Regions from separate parts of the Anas platyrhynchos genome. Here region 2 is linked to region 1. A link is a contact called in public Hi-C data. All regions are on one chromosome and are shown on one strand. The core of a region is the stretch at or near the end of the contact, and the rest is flanking DNA. Distances in the headings are between cores, read along the strand shown. Region 1 overlaps FANCA (FA complementation group A). Region 2 holds the start of CPNE7 (copine 7).

Region 1 (6,913 bases), core at 3,438-5,937:
CAACAAGGCTAGTGTCCTGGTCGGGGTCTGCTATAGACCGCCGAACCAGGATGAGGAGACGGATGAGGAGTTCTACAGGCAGCTGACAGAAGTTGCGAAATCGTCAGCGCTTGTACTCGTGGGGGACTTCAACTTCCCAGACATATCCTGGAAGCACAACACAGCCCAGAGGAAGCAGTCTAGGAGGTTTCTGGAGAAAGTGGAAGATAGCTTCCTGACGCAGCTGATTAGTGAACCTACCAGGGGTGGTGCCCTGCTAGACCTTCTCTTCACCAACAGAGAAGGACTGGTGGAGGATGTGATTGTCGGGAACAGTCTTGGGCAGAGTGACCACGAAATGGTGGAGTTCTCTATTCTTGGCGGGGCCAGGAAGGGAACCAGTAAAACCACTGTATTGGACTTTCGGAGGGCTGACTTTAGGCTGCTCAGGACACTGGTTGGTGGAGTCCCATGGGAGGCGGTTCGGAAGGGCAGAGGGGTTCAGGAAGGCTGGGTGCTATTCAAGAGGCAAATCCTAATGGCACAGGAGCGGTCTATCCCCATGTGCCCAAAGATGAGCCACCGGGGAAGACGACCAGCCTGGCTCAACAGAGAATTGTGGCTTGAGCTTAGGAGGAAAAAGAGGGTTTATAATCTTTGGAAAATTGGGCAGGCCACTAGGGAGGACTATAAGGATGTAGCGAGGCTGTGCAGGGACAAAATTAGGAAGGCCAAAGCTCATCTGGAGCTCAAGCTGGCTACTGCCGTTAAAGATAACAAAAAACGCTTTTATAAATACATCAACACAAAAAGGAGGACTAAGGAGAATCTCCATCCTTTACTGGATGCGGGGGGAAACTTAGTTACAAGAGATGAGGAAAAGGCGGAGGTGCTCAATGCCTTCTTTGCCTCAGTCTTTAGTGGTAAAACTGGTTGCTCTCTGGATACCCAGTACCCAGAACTGGTGGAAGGGGACGGGGAGCAGGATGTGGCCCTCACCATCCACGAAGAACTGGTTGGTGACCTGCTACGGCACTTGGATGTGCACAAGTCGATGGGGCCGGATGGGATCCACCCAAGGGTACTGAGAGAACTGGCAGAGGAGCTGGCCAAGCCCCTATCCATCATTTATCAGCAGTCCTGGCTATCGGGGGAGGTCCCAGCTGACTGGCGGCTAGCAAACGTGACGCCCATCTACAAGAAGGGCCGGAGGGCAGACCCGGGGAACTACAGGCCGGTCAGTTTGACCTCAGTACCAGGGAAGCTCATGGAGCAGATCCTCTTGGGAGTCATCATACGGCACTTGAAGGGCAAGCAGGCGATCAGGCCCAGTCAGCATGGGTTTATGGAAGGCAGATCCTGCTTGACGAACCTGATCTCCTTCTACGACAAAGTGACGCGCTGGGTGGACGAGGGAAAGGCGGTGGATGTGGTCTACCTTGACTTCAGCAAGGCTTTTGACACCGTTTCCCACAGCATTCTCCTCAAGAAACTGGCTGCTCTTGGCTTGGACTGGCGCACGCTTCGTTGGGTTAGAAACTGGCTGGATAGCCGGGCCCAGAGAGTTGTGGTAAATGGAGCCAAGTCCAGTTGGAGGCCAGTCACTAGTGGCGTCCCCCAGGGCTCGGTGCTGGGGCCGGTCCTCTTTAACATCTTCATCAATGATCTGGATGAGGGCATTGAGTGCACCCTCAGTAAGTTTGCAGATGACACCAAGCTAGGTGCGTGTGTCGATCTGCTTGAGGGTAGGAAGGCTCTGCAGGAGGATCTGGATAGGCTGCACCGATGGGCTGAGGTCAACTGTATGAAGTTTAACAAGGACAAGTGCCGGGTCCTGCACCTGGGGCGCAATAACCCCAAGCAGAGCTACAGGCTGGGAGAGGAATGGCTGGAGAGCTGCCAGGCAGAGAAGGACCTGGGAGTGATGGTGGACAGTCGGCTGAATATGAGCCAGCAGTGTGCTCAGGTGGCCAAGAAGGCCAACGGCATCCTGGCTTGTATCAGAAACACTGTGACCAGCAGGGCTAGGGAGGTGATCGTCCCCCTGTACTCGGCTCTGGTGAGGCCGCACCTCGAGTACTGTGTTCAGTTCTGGGCCCCTCGCTACAAGAAGGACATCGAGGTGCTTGAGCGGGTCCAGAGAAGGGCGACGAAGCTGGTGAGGGGCCTGGAGAGCAAGTCCTATGAGGAGCGGCTGAAGGAGCTGGGCTTGTTCAGCCTAGAGAAAAGGAGGCTCAGGGGTGACCTTATCACTCTGTATAAGTATATTAAAGGAGGCTCTAGCGAGATGGGGGTTGGCCTGTTCTCCCATGTGCCTGGTGACAGGACGAGGGGGAATGGGCTAAAGTTGCGCCAGGGGAGTTTTAGGTTAGATGTTAGGAAGAATTTCTTTACTGAAAGGGTTGTTAGACATTGGAACAGGCTGCCCAGGGAGGTGGTTGAGTCACCATCCCTGGAAGTCTTCAAAAGACGTTTAGATGTAGAACTTAGGGATATGGTTTAGTGGGGACTGTTAGTGTTAGGTCAGAGGTTGGACTCGATGATCTTGAGGTCTCTTCCAACCTAGAGATTCTGTGATTCTGTAAATGCATCTGATCGGCTCGGTTTGCTGCCTAGAAGTGCTTTGTACCAGTACTCAGAAGGCTGGTAGCTTGTTCTGCCAGAAGGAAGGGATCTGCAGCGTCCCAGACAGAGCCTGCTGAAAGCCTTTCTGTTCATATCAGATTGAATGTGTATTTTCTTCTATCTGATGTTATCTGCCCTGTCACTGCAGGAGCTTTTATTTCTGAATGACTTGCTATTTATTCTCAGTTTCCTGCTCAGACTTTACACCTCCAGGTAGTGCTGGAACCTCGTATCTATCTCTTGGCGTTTGTGTGGCATTGCACGTTTGTTGAAAGAGGCTTTTCCTCAGGCCAGAAACACACACGGAATTTCACAACGAAGAGTCCCTAACAAGGAGGAACACGGGTTTCTGAATGATTTAGTGCTCTGAAATGGGAGAGCAAAAACAACAAGTTCCTTTCAGCAGCTCTCTGCCCTAAGCACCCTCCTGCCTATGAATGCGTTTCTGTCCCTTTGCTGTCTTCTCAGCTTTGAAGTGCAACCATTGGTGTAGTCAGCTAGCAGATTGGATCAGGGAGCAGATTCAAGCTAAAAATAATCATTTGATCTCATCGTCTTTCACGGGGGGAGTCTGGAGGAAGAGTCATTGAGGAAAGAAATCTCTTGAGCAAACAGATACGGGAGGTTGTTCCAAGGAAAATGAGCAATGCAAAAAACCCTCCCGGGGCTTGTCCTCACTGGAGAGGTTAGAGGGGAAAAGTCTCCTACAGGCAACAGGGTGGGGTAGGTGCAGGACTCGCAGGGACTCTGTGGAGCACAGCTAGGAAGTGAGCAACCAGCTTGTCACCAGCACACCCGTACTGCTTCCCCTGCCCCTGTTGTGATGAAGTCCCTGCATTGCACAAGGGCCTGGTGGCCCCGGGAGGAACCCAGGCCCCCAGGCAAGGGGAAAGGCTTGGGCTAAATTCCTGAAGGTCCTTTACGAGAGCATGTCATGTGCGTGATCTCTTACTGGGACTTCTGCTTTGATGCAACTAAAACCTAAGGTGATCTGTCCTTTCTGACTCCCAGGAGGGCGTGGACTTTCAGACCTCTCTGGAATGGTCCCTGGAGATTTTGCAGTGCCTGGAAGAGAGGGGCGCGTCCTGGCCACTTCTCTTCCAGTCAGCAGAAAAAGGTGAGCGAGTCCTGCCTCCGAGGGATGGAAAGTTGGGGTTTAGTGCTGGACAGTACTGCTCTCTTTGATTAATGAATGTGCTTTGTAAGGAGGAACTGTTGAGCCTTTGTGAGCTGCATGGGAAAAAAAAAAAATTGCTTCAGTAAAGGCTGAGAACATCCTGCTTCTACCCTACAGTACGGTGACCCGGCTGAGGGGTAGAGCTGGCTGAAACTCAGGCTTTCTCCACCAGATGAAACAATACTAAGAGGGAACAGCTGTCTTCTAGCTGTCTTCTCCATGTCACCACACCCAGGTGTCAGGGTTTAGCGTGGGCTGGAAGGAAGCCGTGCAGCCCCTGCGCTGCTGTAGCAGTACACGAGGTAGGGTGAGGACCGCTGCAGATGCTCAGTGCTTCTCTCTGGTTGTTACAGGCTCCAGAAAATACTTTGTCCTGCACAGCGCGGCCTCAGCCTGCCACAGCCGGCTCTTGCCTCTCGCGTTCTACAGGTAAGGGATGTCCTGCTGGGTGCAGGAATGTGCTTGTGAGGGAGGATGTGGCTGGTGGCTGCCATGCACAGCAGCAGGCCCGGTGGTGAGCTGAGCTCCTGTGTTAGCTGTGCAGGAGAAAACACTGGATCATGACAGGGCGACTGTTTTAGAACCCCTGTCTCTTTCGCTAGAAGTTTCCCTTCATCTTTGTCCTTCAGTGTCCCTGGCTGCATTATTGCTCCTGGCAGGGGGTGGCCCTGCACGCAGTGGCACTTGTAAAACAGAGGGCAGCAGGAGCACTGCCTGGATTTACCTCGTGTCTTGCTGTTAGAAACTAAGGTGGAATTGGCGCTGACTGGACACATGTGTGACTTCCCACAGCCTCACCCCTGCCTTTGACCACGAGCTGCTTGCTAGAGAGCAGCTCTTCCTCTACGTGGCGCTCGACCTCTACCTCCAGCTGCTTCAGCTCTTTGTGGAAGGGAAGGACCTGCCTCAGTCTGACCAGGTGGGACAAGGCCAAGACCCTGTGGAGCACGTGAGTGAAGCTCAGTCTTTTTTTCCTCTCCTAACTCTGAATCCTATCCCTTTTCCCTTCCCCCTGCTGCTTGCAGCATCCCTCTGGTTCTCACTCTCCTGTACAAAGCTGTGGGTTCACATGGAGATGCCTTTGGCAGGCAGCTTGTTCCCAGCCTGGGCTGAGAGGCTGCAGGTGCTGCTGGTGCCTGAACCCTCAGCTGCCCCGCTGCTGTGCCTCACCTCGTCTGTTCCTCAGGGGGATCCCGTGGAGGTGATCTCCAAGGCCCGTCGGTTCCTGCGTGCTGCGATTCCTCGCTGCCCTGCCAGAAGCTTTGGGAACCTAGGACCGGTGCGTTGAGTGTTTTCTCTCCTCCCAGTCTGAGAGCCCCATGTCTGAGCAGCACCAGCTTTGTGTGGCCTTTCTTGCCACACTTAACTTGCTCTCCCAGCAGCAGGCAGCGTGCTGCTGTACCATGCGTTGGAGCAGTAGACACCTGCTGTTGGACCAGTGCTATAGCCGCTGCCGTCCCGCTCCCCTGCTGCGGGCTCCGTCTCAGCTCCGTTAAACATTACCCTCACGCACTCTTGCTTAATGCTTGATCTTACGGAAAGTGCCAGGCACGGTTACGGGGCTGGTGTTGCAATTCCCACACGCACGGTGCTGGCTGCCTGCAGCCCCTGATTGCTGCAGCAGCCAGCAGCAGCTGCCTGCACAACTCACAGGGGTTGCTGTAACTTGCTCTGAGGAAGCAAGAGCAGCCCTAACACCAGCCACCTGCCCTCTCCACAGTTACTAGCTGCCTGTGACCAACTTGACCCCGAGCTGGGAGCCATCCTGCATCGCTCGAGGCCAGCTGCAGCCCTGGACCTGGACGAGGAGCTGGTCCTGTTTTGAGGGCCAGGCAGTGCCACCACGCTGACTGGGGACAAGGGACAGCCCCGCTGCTACCTCTCTTTTCTCACCAGTGCTGTTTCTTTCCAATTACTTTGTAAATAATTTATTACAAGCATAACCATGAAGCTCTTGTTACAATAAAAAGTAGGTTACAAATTTCAATTTAGACTTACTTTGGGAATCTTTTCTTTTTTTAAACCAAAACAAAACATCTGCTCAAAGTTGCTCCACTGTCCTAGGTACCCTTACAGCCACCTGCAGGCAATACTGCACAGGCAGCAGCTTGTGCAGGTTGGTAACAGTTGTGGGCCAACTCTGCTTCTACAACTGTGTGCACGGGGAGAAGGGGGACAACAAAGGGGTGCTGCCAAACATCCACTCCCCTGGGATTAGACAGACTCTTAGTACAACACTGCTGAATCAGACGTGAGCATGGAGAATCACAGCATGATAACAAGCTTTTTCTGAGCAAGCTGAAGCTAATTCCACTGAGTTCTTTGGAGACTAAAACGTAAATTAAAAATCTCCACTCTGCTGTATGGTTTCTACAGGGCTGGACTGGGAACGCTGCCCCGTCCCCCTCAGGTGGGCTCCTGCTGTGCAGTCACTTCTGGCTTTACTGCCTGGCTCTCTGAAGTCCCTGAAGTATTTAGGAGGAGAATAGGCTCTGGCTCCAGTGGCTTGGTTTTGTCCTGAGTCTGGGTCAGAGGGTGCACCATGGACATGTGGACATTAAGGTTATGGGCCTTCTCGAAGCGCTTCCCACACTGGTCGCAGGCAAACTCCAGCTCCGTCTCGGCTTTGTGTTTGGTCATGTGGTACTTGAGCGACGCGCGCTGCCGGCACTGGAACCCGCAGATTTCACACCTGCAAGGCAAGGCAGGGGCTCAGCACCCAGCACAAGCTGTCTGGCACAGGGACAGGCCCCCCACGTGGGGCTGTGCTGATCAGGAGCTGGGGCTGCATGAGACGAACACCACAGCCTCAGGGGCTGGCTCATAGCACCTCCTAAAGCTGCCCTGGTCAAGCAACGCCCTTACCCTCACACCTAGAGCTGAGCAGTCACCTACTAAACAGGGACAGAAGGACTAAGACCTGTTCAACAAACGGATGCCCTGGAGCAGGGGCACACACTGCACAAGTGGATGAACACTTGAAGTGCCACACACAGGGCTGGGGGCATGGAATTACGCTGTGCTAAGGACAGGAAGAGCTCAGCAGAGCTTCCTGATGCCTTCCGTCCCTTTTTTTAGCTATGAATAAATGATAACGTGCACTTACTGGAGGGGCTTTGCTCCTGAGTGCCG
Region 2 (6,993 bases), core at 3,462-5,961, 42 kb after region 1:
CTCACCGGGGCACCACGGCACAGCCCCGGTCCCCCCCGGGGGGATGCTGCTCACCGTGAAGTGGATCTGGCAGCCGCCCATGATGTAGTCCAGGAAGGAGTAGACCCTGTGGATCTGGGGGGGGGGGACCCTCCTCAGCCGCTGCCAGCCTGCACCACCCCGCGGCAGCCTGTCCCGGCACGGCTCGGCACGCAGACACTCACCTTCAGGTCCAGCAGCACCACCACCCCCGAGTTCTTGTAGTTGCGCTTCTTGATTTTGTACTTGGGGTTCATGCACTCCCACTGCACCTGCGGCACGCGGCACCCGCGCTGCCCGGGGCCGGCCCCACGGCCCCACAGCCCCCAGCCCCATAACGTGACACCCCCCCCAGCCCCACAGCCCCACGACCCACCCAGGCTGGTGTCCCCATGGAGCCCATCCCAGCCATCCCCTCCCCACGGAGCCTCCCCCAGCCCCGCAGGGGACACCCCCACGTCCCCCCCGTCCCCTCTCCACCTTGTTTTCCCCCATCGCCTTCTGCATCTCCTCGAAGGTGGTGAAGAACTCGCCGATGAAGTCGTGCTTGCCCCGCGAGTCGTAGTCCCACACCACGCACTGCGGGGGACACGGCTCAGCCCCGGCTGGGTGCGTGTGTCCCCCCCCCCAACCTCCCCATCCCGGGGATGGGATCCCCATCGCCCTTCCTCACCCTCAGCTTCCTCTTCTCCTCGCAGCTGCAGAGCGAGTTCAGGGAGACCTTGAAGGGCTCCCAGATGGGGCTCAGGTTGTTCTTCACCACCTGGGGGGGCGAGGGGGGGCTCAGCAGGGCTGGGGACCCATGGGGTGGTCCCGGGTAGGATCCAGCCAAGCCTCACCTCGGTGCGGTACACCAGCTGCTCGCTGCGGTCATCATCGATGCGGTAGATCTCCAGGAAGGGGTCGGACTTGCTGAAGAGGTCCTGGAGGGGAGAGGGTGGGACAGGACAGAGCAGAGAACCGGCTGTCCCGTCCATCCCATCCCATCCCATCCCATCCCATCCCATCCCATCCCATCCCATCCCCATCCCATCCCATTCCATCCCATCCCATCCCATCCCATCCCATCCCATCCCATCCCCATCCCATCCCATCCCATCCCATCCCATCCCGTCCCATCCCGTCCCATCCCATCCCATCCCATCCCCATCCCATCCCATTCCATCCCATCCCATCCCCATCCCATCCCATCCCATCCCATATCCCCATCCCATCCCATATCCCCATCCCCATCCCATCCCATCCCATCCCATCCCACCTTGTCATCCAGCTTCTTGGCCCGAAACGCCAGCTCCACGTAGCCGTTGTTCCCCGAGATCTCCTCGGAGATGACCTGCAGGGAGAGGTGCCCGTGGGGTGCTCAGCACCCGGCGTGGTGTTGTCCCCCTGCCCTCCTTCCCTCCCATCCTCCACGCGCCTCCTGGCACCATGGGGACCCCCAGGGTGGGTAGCAGCTACCAGGGGGACCCCAATCCATCTGGGATGCGTGGGGCAACTGGATATATGGCTGGGATGGGAGGAGGGTCACTGGGGTCCCCCCACATGTGTGCCCCACTCAGTGCCACCCCGCTGCCACCCGCAGCCCAGCCCGGCCGCTCACCGTGATGGTGGATTTCCCTGCGAATTTCCCATATTTGAGGAACAGCGGCTTCGTCACCCGCTTCTGCGCCACGATCTGCAAAAAACGGTGGGCTCGGGGAGGGGACATCATCCCACCGGTGAGCGGGGGGTCCCGGCGGGGGGCTCACCTGCCCCACGGTGCACTCCATGCCCCCCAAGAAGTCATCGTCGTGCGTGCCGACGCCGGCGTGCCCGTGGCTGTCGTACACCTCGAAGCGCAGCTTCTGCACCTCCTCGAAGTAGTAATCCACCGTGAAGATCTTGGCGAAGACGGGGTTCAGGTTGCTCTTGATCACCTCGCTGCGGTCCACCTGCGGGGCAGAGGGGGCTCCGCCAGCCCCACCACTTGGCACCAAGGGGCTGCCCCCCAGGTCCCAGCGGGCGGGTGCTGGCTGCTCCTCAAACCGTGCCCGTGGGAGCTCCGGGCATGCCTTCCCCCCGAAAAAATGGGGATTTCGCCCTTAGAAGCAGAACTGCTCCACACTCGTCTCACTGAAATTCATCCTTAAATCAGCTCAAGCCCCTGGCTCACTGCGTCGCTGTGGTGGGATTGTACCCGGGGCGGGAGCCAGCTCGGGGACGGATTTGGGGCTGGTGGCAGTGCTGGCGCAGGAGGGAGAGGTGCCCCTGGGTGCCACCCTTGGGTGCTGAGGCACCTCTCCCTCTGGGGCAGACCCCACATCACCGGGGCTGCATCGAGGCGATGCTCGGGCTCTGGCCCACCTTTTCCATGGCTCTGTTTGGGCACGGGGATGAGTCCCAGTGAGGGTCCCCCATTGCCCACCAGCCCTGCCCGCTGCCACGGGTGGGGACCAAAACGCAGCCCAGGAGGGGTCCTCTTGCCCTTGGGATGTGGCCCTCGCCCAGCACGGCCCCGATGGCACGGCACAGCCTGGGGGTGCCGCATCCCCAAGCTGGCACGGGGCCCCTCGCCGCCCGCCCTGGCTCCGGTTCTGGCTCCAGCCCGGGCGAGCAGAGTCAATTACACGCAGAGGGATTTAGCGCTAAATCTGCCGGCTGAGCAGCGGTGATTAGCGAGCGCGGAGCTGCTGGAGCCAGGCAGGAGCTGAGCTGGGGGCAGCCATGGGATGGAGCCAGCCCCAGCCCCAGCAGGGACACAGCAGCCCCCAAACCCTGATGCACCCCAGGGGTGGCCAGCGCATCAAAAAACCCTGGCACAGGGTGGCTGAGCCCATGTGGACCCCCACACCGTGAGCACCCCGTCCCCTGGTGCCGCCAGAGCCACCAGGTCCTGGGGGTCTCACTCCAAGCCAGGGCTCTGCACCGTCCCCGTGCACCGCCCGAGCATCCCAAAGCACCCGGAGCACCGGGCCCTGCCCTTCACACCCCGTGTCCCTCACACCCCGCGTCCCTCACACCCCGCGTCCTTCACCTCACTGCACCCCGAGCCCTGCACCTTGCACCCCGCAGCCTGCGCCTGCGCCCAGCCCTGCTCCCTACACCCCACCCTAAGTCAGTTCCTGCACCTTGCACCTCGCTCCCCGCTCTGCCGCCAGCTCCTGCCCTGCCCTCGGCCCCGCTGGACATCGTGGCCATCCTAGGGCTGTCTCCGCTCCCGTCCCCATCCCGGTGCCCCCATCCCTGTGCCCAGCACCCTGCCCTGCCTACCTCCACCCACTGCCCCTGGGACTGCATGAGCAGCAGGACGCAGGGGTCCGACTTGTTGAGGGTGTCGCGGTCCAGGAGGTGCTTGCAGCTCACCCGCAGCTCCACCTTGGAGAGCACGGCCAGCGGCGCCTGGGAGGAGGGCTCGGGCGCTTCGCCCATGGTGGCAGCAGCACGGGGGGCTGCCAGGCGTGACGGGGGGCAGGCGGCACCGTGGGTGAAGGGCATGCGGGGGGACGGGGCGGCCGCTGCCTTCCTGGCTGTCAGCGCAGCAGGCTGGTGACCCTCATGCCCGGGGCACGGGGCCCCGCGGTGCCAGGAGTGCGGCTGGAGCCCGGGCACAGGTCCCTGGTGGTGGAGGGCGCTGGAAGAGGTTTGGGGGGCTCACGGAGCAGGGGCGCAGGAGGAGAGAGGGGTGAGGCGGCCCGGTGGGTGCTGGGGACCTGAGGGACCCTCTCCGAGGTGCGGAGGTGGATTCCAGCCCCGGTGGTGGCCCTGCGAGGTGTCAGAGCACCGTGGGGTGAGCTGGAGCTGGGGCACCCCCAAACAGGCAGCCCCTCGGGCACGGCTCTGCCCCTGTGCACTCACTGGACCCCCAGGGTGGATCTTGTGGGGCCGTGCCCAGCTCTGCCCCCAGCCTCACCCCACAAGGTGCCCGCAGCCCCAGCCCCGATCCCGCTCCTTGTGCAGGAGAACAAAACCTCCCCGCCCAGCCCCTGCACCCTGGGGTGACGGGGTGGTCACTGCCCGGGGGGGGACACAGGGACACCCTCCGCCCTGCTGCTCCCAGTGCTGGGGACACGGAGCTGCCGTGCTCCACCGGGGTGCTGGCAGGGCTCAGCCAGGCGATGCTGCAACGTTGGCTCTGCCGCTCCATCCCCACCCCATCCCCACCCCACCCCATCCCCATCCCTGCTCCCATCCCATCCCATTCCTAGGCTCGTTGCCCCCATCCACAGCCCCCAGTTGCACCCAGTACACGCTGAGGCTGGGGCAGAGCCGCCCCCCACCCGGTGCCCGGAGCTGGTGCCTCCTGACCGAAGTTTCCCGACGAAGTCGCTCAGGGCCCTGCCCTCCCCGGCACATGGCTCCGGTGGGCACCGTCCCCTCCCCGGCACCGTGGCACCGCTCGGCATCCCCCAGCAAAGGGGTTCAGAGCCCCCTGCCCTGCCCAGCTGCCCCCCTCACCTGGGTGCTGGTGGCCCGGGAGCCGTGTGGGGCCGGCCGAGGGCTGGCGTGGCTGGCGGAGCCGGTGTGCCAGCCGGAGCCGGTGTGCCAGCCGGAGCTGCCGCCGCTGCCACCTCCACACAACTGACTCAAGCTGCAGTTCGGGAGCGGAGCCCTAAGAGGGAGACTACAATCTCCGTTAACTGCCTCGCTGCCGGCACCGGAGCAGAGCCCGCCTGTGGGCACGGGGGCTCCGTGGTGCCTCGGGGGTCCCCGGTACAGGTGGCCACGCCAGGGCGCACGGCACAGCGCTGGGGGCACCTCCATCCAGCCCCCCTGCACCCTGCCTGGCACAGCCCTTGCTCCATGCACCCCACAGACCCCTTATCACTCCCCATGGGGTGCCCGAGGCCTGTCCCATCCCCTGTGTGTCCCTGTCCCCCTGTGTCCCCCACTGGAGCTGTCCCTGCCCCAACAGGGGGGTCATGGCGTGCCCAAGCCCCCAGTGCTGGAGCCCCCGTCCTGGTCTGGGGTTGCCCCCACACCCCACCCGTCCCTGGAGCACTGCAGCGCTGTCAGCTCGGCTGCGTGAGGGATGATGTAATTAGCCGGCGTTCGGAGGGATTAAATGCAGGGAGGGCTAACGAGCGGGAGGGCACTGCAGGGCCTGGGCTCCGGGAGCTAATCCCCAGCCTGGTTGGCAGAAGTAGGACACCCCCTCCCCGCGCCGTGCCCACTGCAGCACCCCAATGCTGAGCGCCCCAGCTCCCAGCCCTGCGCCCGAGCCCTCTGCTGCTGGAGCCCTGAGTTTGTCATCACCCCATTAATGAATACGAATGGTTCAATTATCCCAGCACGGGAGCAGCACTGCCCCAGAAGTGCTTAGCCAGCCCGCAGCCAGCGAGCGCTCCCCGGAGCGGGACGGAGCCCACGGCCCCGTGACCGCAGCAGGCGGAGGGGACACGGCTGGCAGAGCCCCGGGGAGCTGCAGGGATGGGGCAGAGCCCCAGCAGTGAGGGATTGCCCTGGAGAAATGGTTTAAAAAGGGCTGTGGGGTGAGTGCGAGGCGCTGGGGTGAGGCAGCTGCAGGGCCGGGTGACAGCGAGCACAGGGCTGGGGCCCGGCTCCACCCAGCGGCCAGCGGCAGCAAGCACAGCCCCACACACCCCAAATGTGGGAGCAGGGACCCCACAGGGACCCCACTTCTGAGCCTCGGCTTCCTCCTGCCCACAGCCCCAGGGTTTGACAGCTCGCTGCAAGGGAACACAAACAGAGCAGGGAAAGCTTGGGGCAGGGCCAGGGCTTCCCAGGGAGGGGCCCTGGACCCCCCCGGCACAGGCAGGAGCAGGGCAGGGCTGGGGACAGCTCCAGGCAGGAGCAAGCTCTGATCCCGTTGTTCCTGACAACAAAAATCACCCTCCAGCACAGAGGCGAGGTGCCTCCTTCCCTCGCTGCCAGGAAGCTCGGAGGTTCTGATCAGATTGGAGCCTGGCTGAGCTCCTCCACGCTGCCCACCACTGGTACAGGCACCAGGAGAAGCTCCAGGGCAGCTCGGTGCTGTGTCTGCCCTAAGAAGACACCACACGGCTCCGTTTCTACATTTTTTATTGGCAGTTCTGCTGCAAACAGTTCATTTCTTCTTCTCCACGTCCTGCTCTGCCGCTTCTTTGGCACGTTTTGCCCGAATCCCGAAGAGGCGAGCGTTGGCCCGGGCCATGCGCAGGCTGGCGAAGGCCTTGAAGTTCTTCTCCTCCTCGGTGATAACGCGGGCCTTCTCCCGCTTGAAAACCTGGGGGGAAGAGAGCCCAGCAGTCAGACCGCACATCAGAGGCTGCCAGAGAAGACGGTATTTAAGGCTTAACGCAATTAATCTCGCTACATTTTTACCACTGGCTCCAGGATGCTGTTAAGAATACAGAATTTGTGCAATCTGGAGGCCCTGCCCTTATCATCACTCCACCAGACACCTCATTTCAACCAGCTCCTAATTTGCCAGCGCACATCAGCAGACGAGCAGCAAATACCAGGGAAAAACAAGCGCAAAACGAAATCTGAGTCAGGTTCGTGGCACGCTATCAACAATCTCACGATTAGCGAGGGTTTTAAAGACGGTGACCTCGCAACCTGCCCGGCCCCGACAGCCAACACACCCCAAATGTGCTGGGGGCACTGCCATCTGGGGGCTACCGGGCAGGTTCCACCCTGGCCTTCTCTGGGGGTGTGCATAGCTACGTCCTTCCCATGTGATTTAGGGCAGAAGCAGAATATAGGATCATCCTTCTCCAATTTATCTTGACTTGACCCCAAGCTTGGTGCCAAGAGCTCTCCTCTACACAGCTCACACCTAAGGACTTCTCTCAGTTGATTAAAAAATAAATGAGGGTAGAGCTGGACGTGTTGGGTTTTTGTTTGTGCATCCAGGAGGGGAAGTGTCTGAAGCCAGCAACCCGTAACTATGACAAGAATCCTCCCCCATAAATCCCAGCCTGAATTCCCTCACACACAGAACACGATTTAGGGCTTCACTTACGTTCCTAATTGGCATAACTGGTCCAGACAGCT

Evidence for each region. A called contact is a pair of places that touch in the nucleus more often than the background predicts.
Region 2: a contact with region 1 is called in a Hi-C map of liver, with 5 times the contacts expected there. The contact joins the promoter of CPNE7 here to the enhancer-like site in region 1. A contact is called at or near these places in 2 of 8 Hi-C or Micro-C datasets (liver and skeletal muscle).

Annotation. Positions count from the first base shown.
Region 1 is chr12:1,399,259-1,406,171 of IASCAAS_PekinDuck_T2T, forward strand. FANCA (FA complementation group A) reads left to right here. Exons shown (of 43, transcript XM_072043973.1): 39 at 3,616-3,721; 40 at 4,135-4,210; 41 at 4,574-4,730; 42 at 4,968-5,060; 43 at 5,502-5,768. The coding sequence ends at 5,606. ZNF276 (zinc finger protein 276) reads right to left here. Exons shown (of 11, transcript XM_027466411.3): 10 at 6,888-6,913; 11 at 5,790-6,473. The coding sequence ends at 6,188. Among named protein-coding and RNA genes, the nearest start is that of ZNF276, 9.7 kb to the right of the region's middle. Within about 2 kb of position 4,688, at least 1 of the 8 cell types and tissues checked has an H3K27ac peak or open chromatin away from gene starts, as enhancers often do.
Region 2 is chr12:1,441,129-1,448,121 of IASCAAS_PekinDuck_T2T, forward strand. CPNE7 (copine 7) reads right to left here and starts at 4,712. Exons shown (of 16, transcript XM_027466415.3): 1 at 4,453-4,712; 2 at 3,268-3,759; 3 at 1,767-1,949; 4 at 1,619-1,693; 5 at 1,277-1,351; 6 at 858-941; 7 at 692-781; 8 at 499-597; 9 at 204-290; 10 at 55-114. The coding sequence starts at 3,492. It overlaps RPL13 (ribosomal protein L13), which reads right to left. Exons shown (of 6, transcript XM_027466423.3): 5 at 6,962-6,993; 6 at 6,020-6,220. The coding sequence ends at 6,062.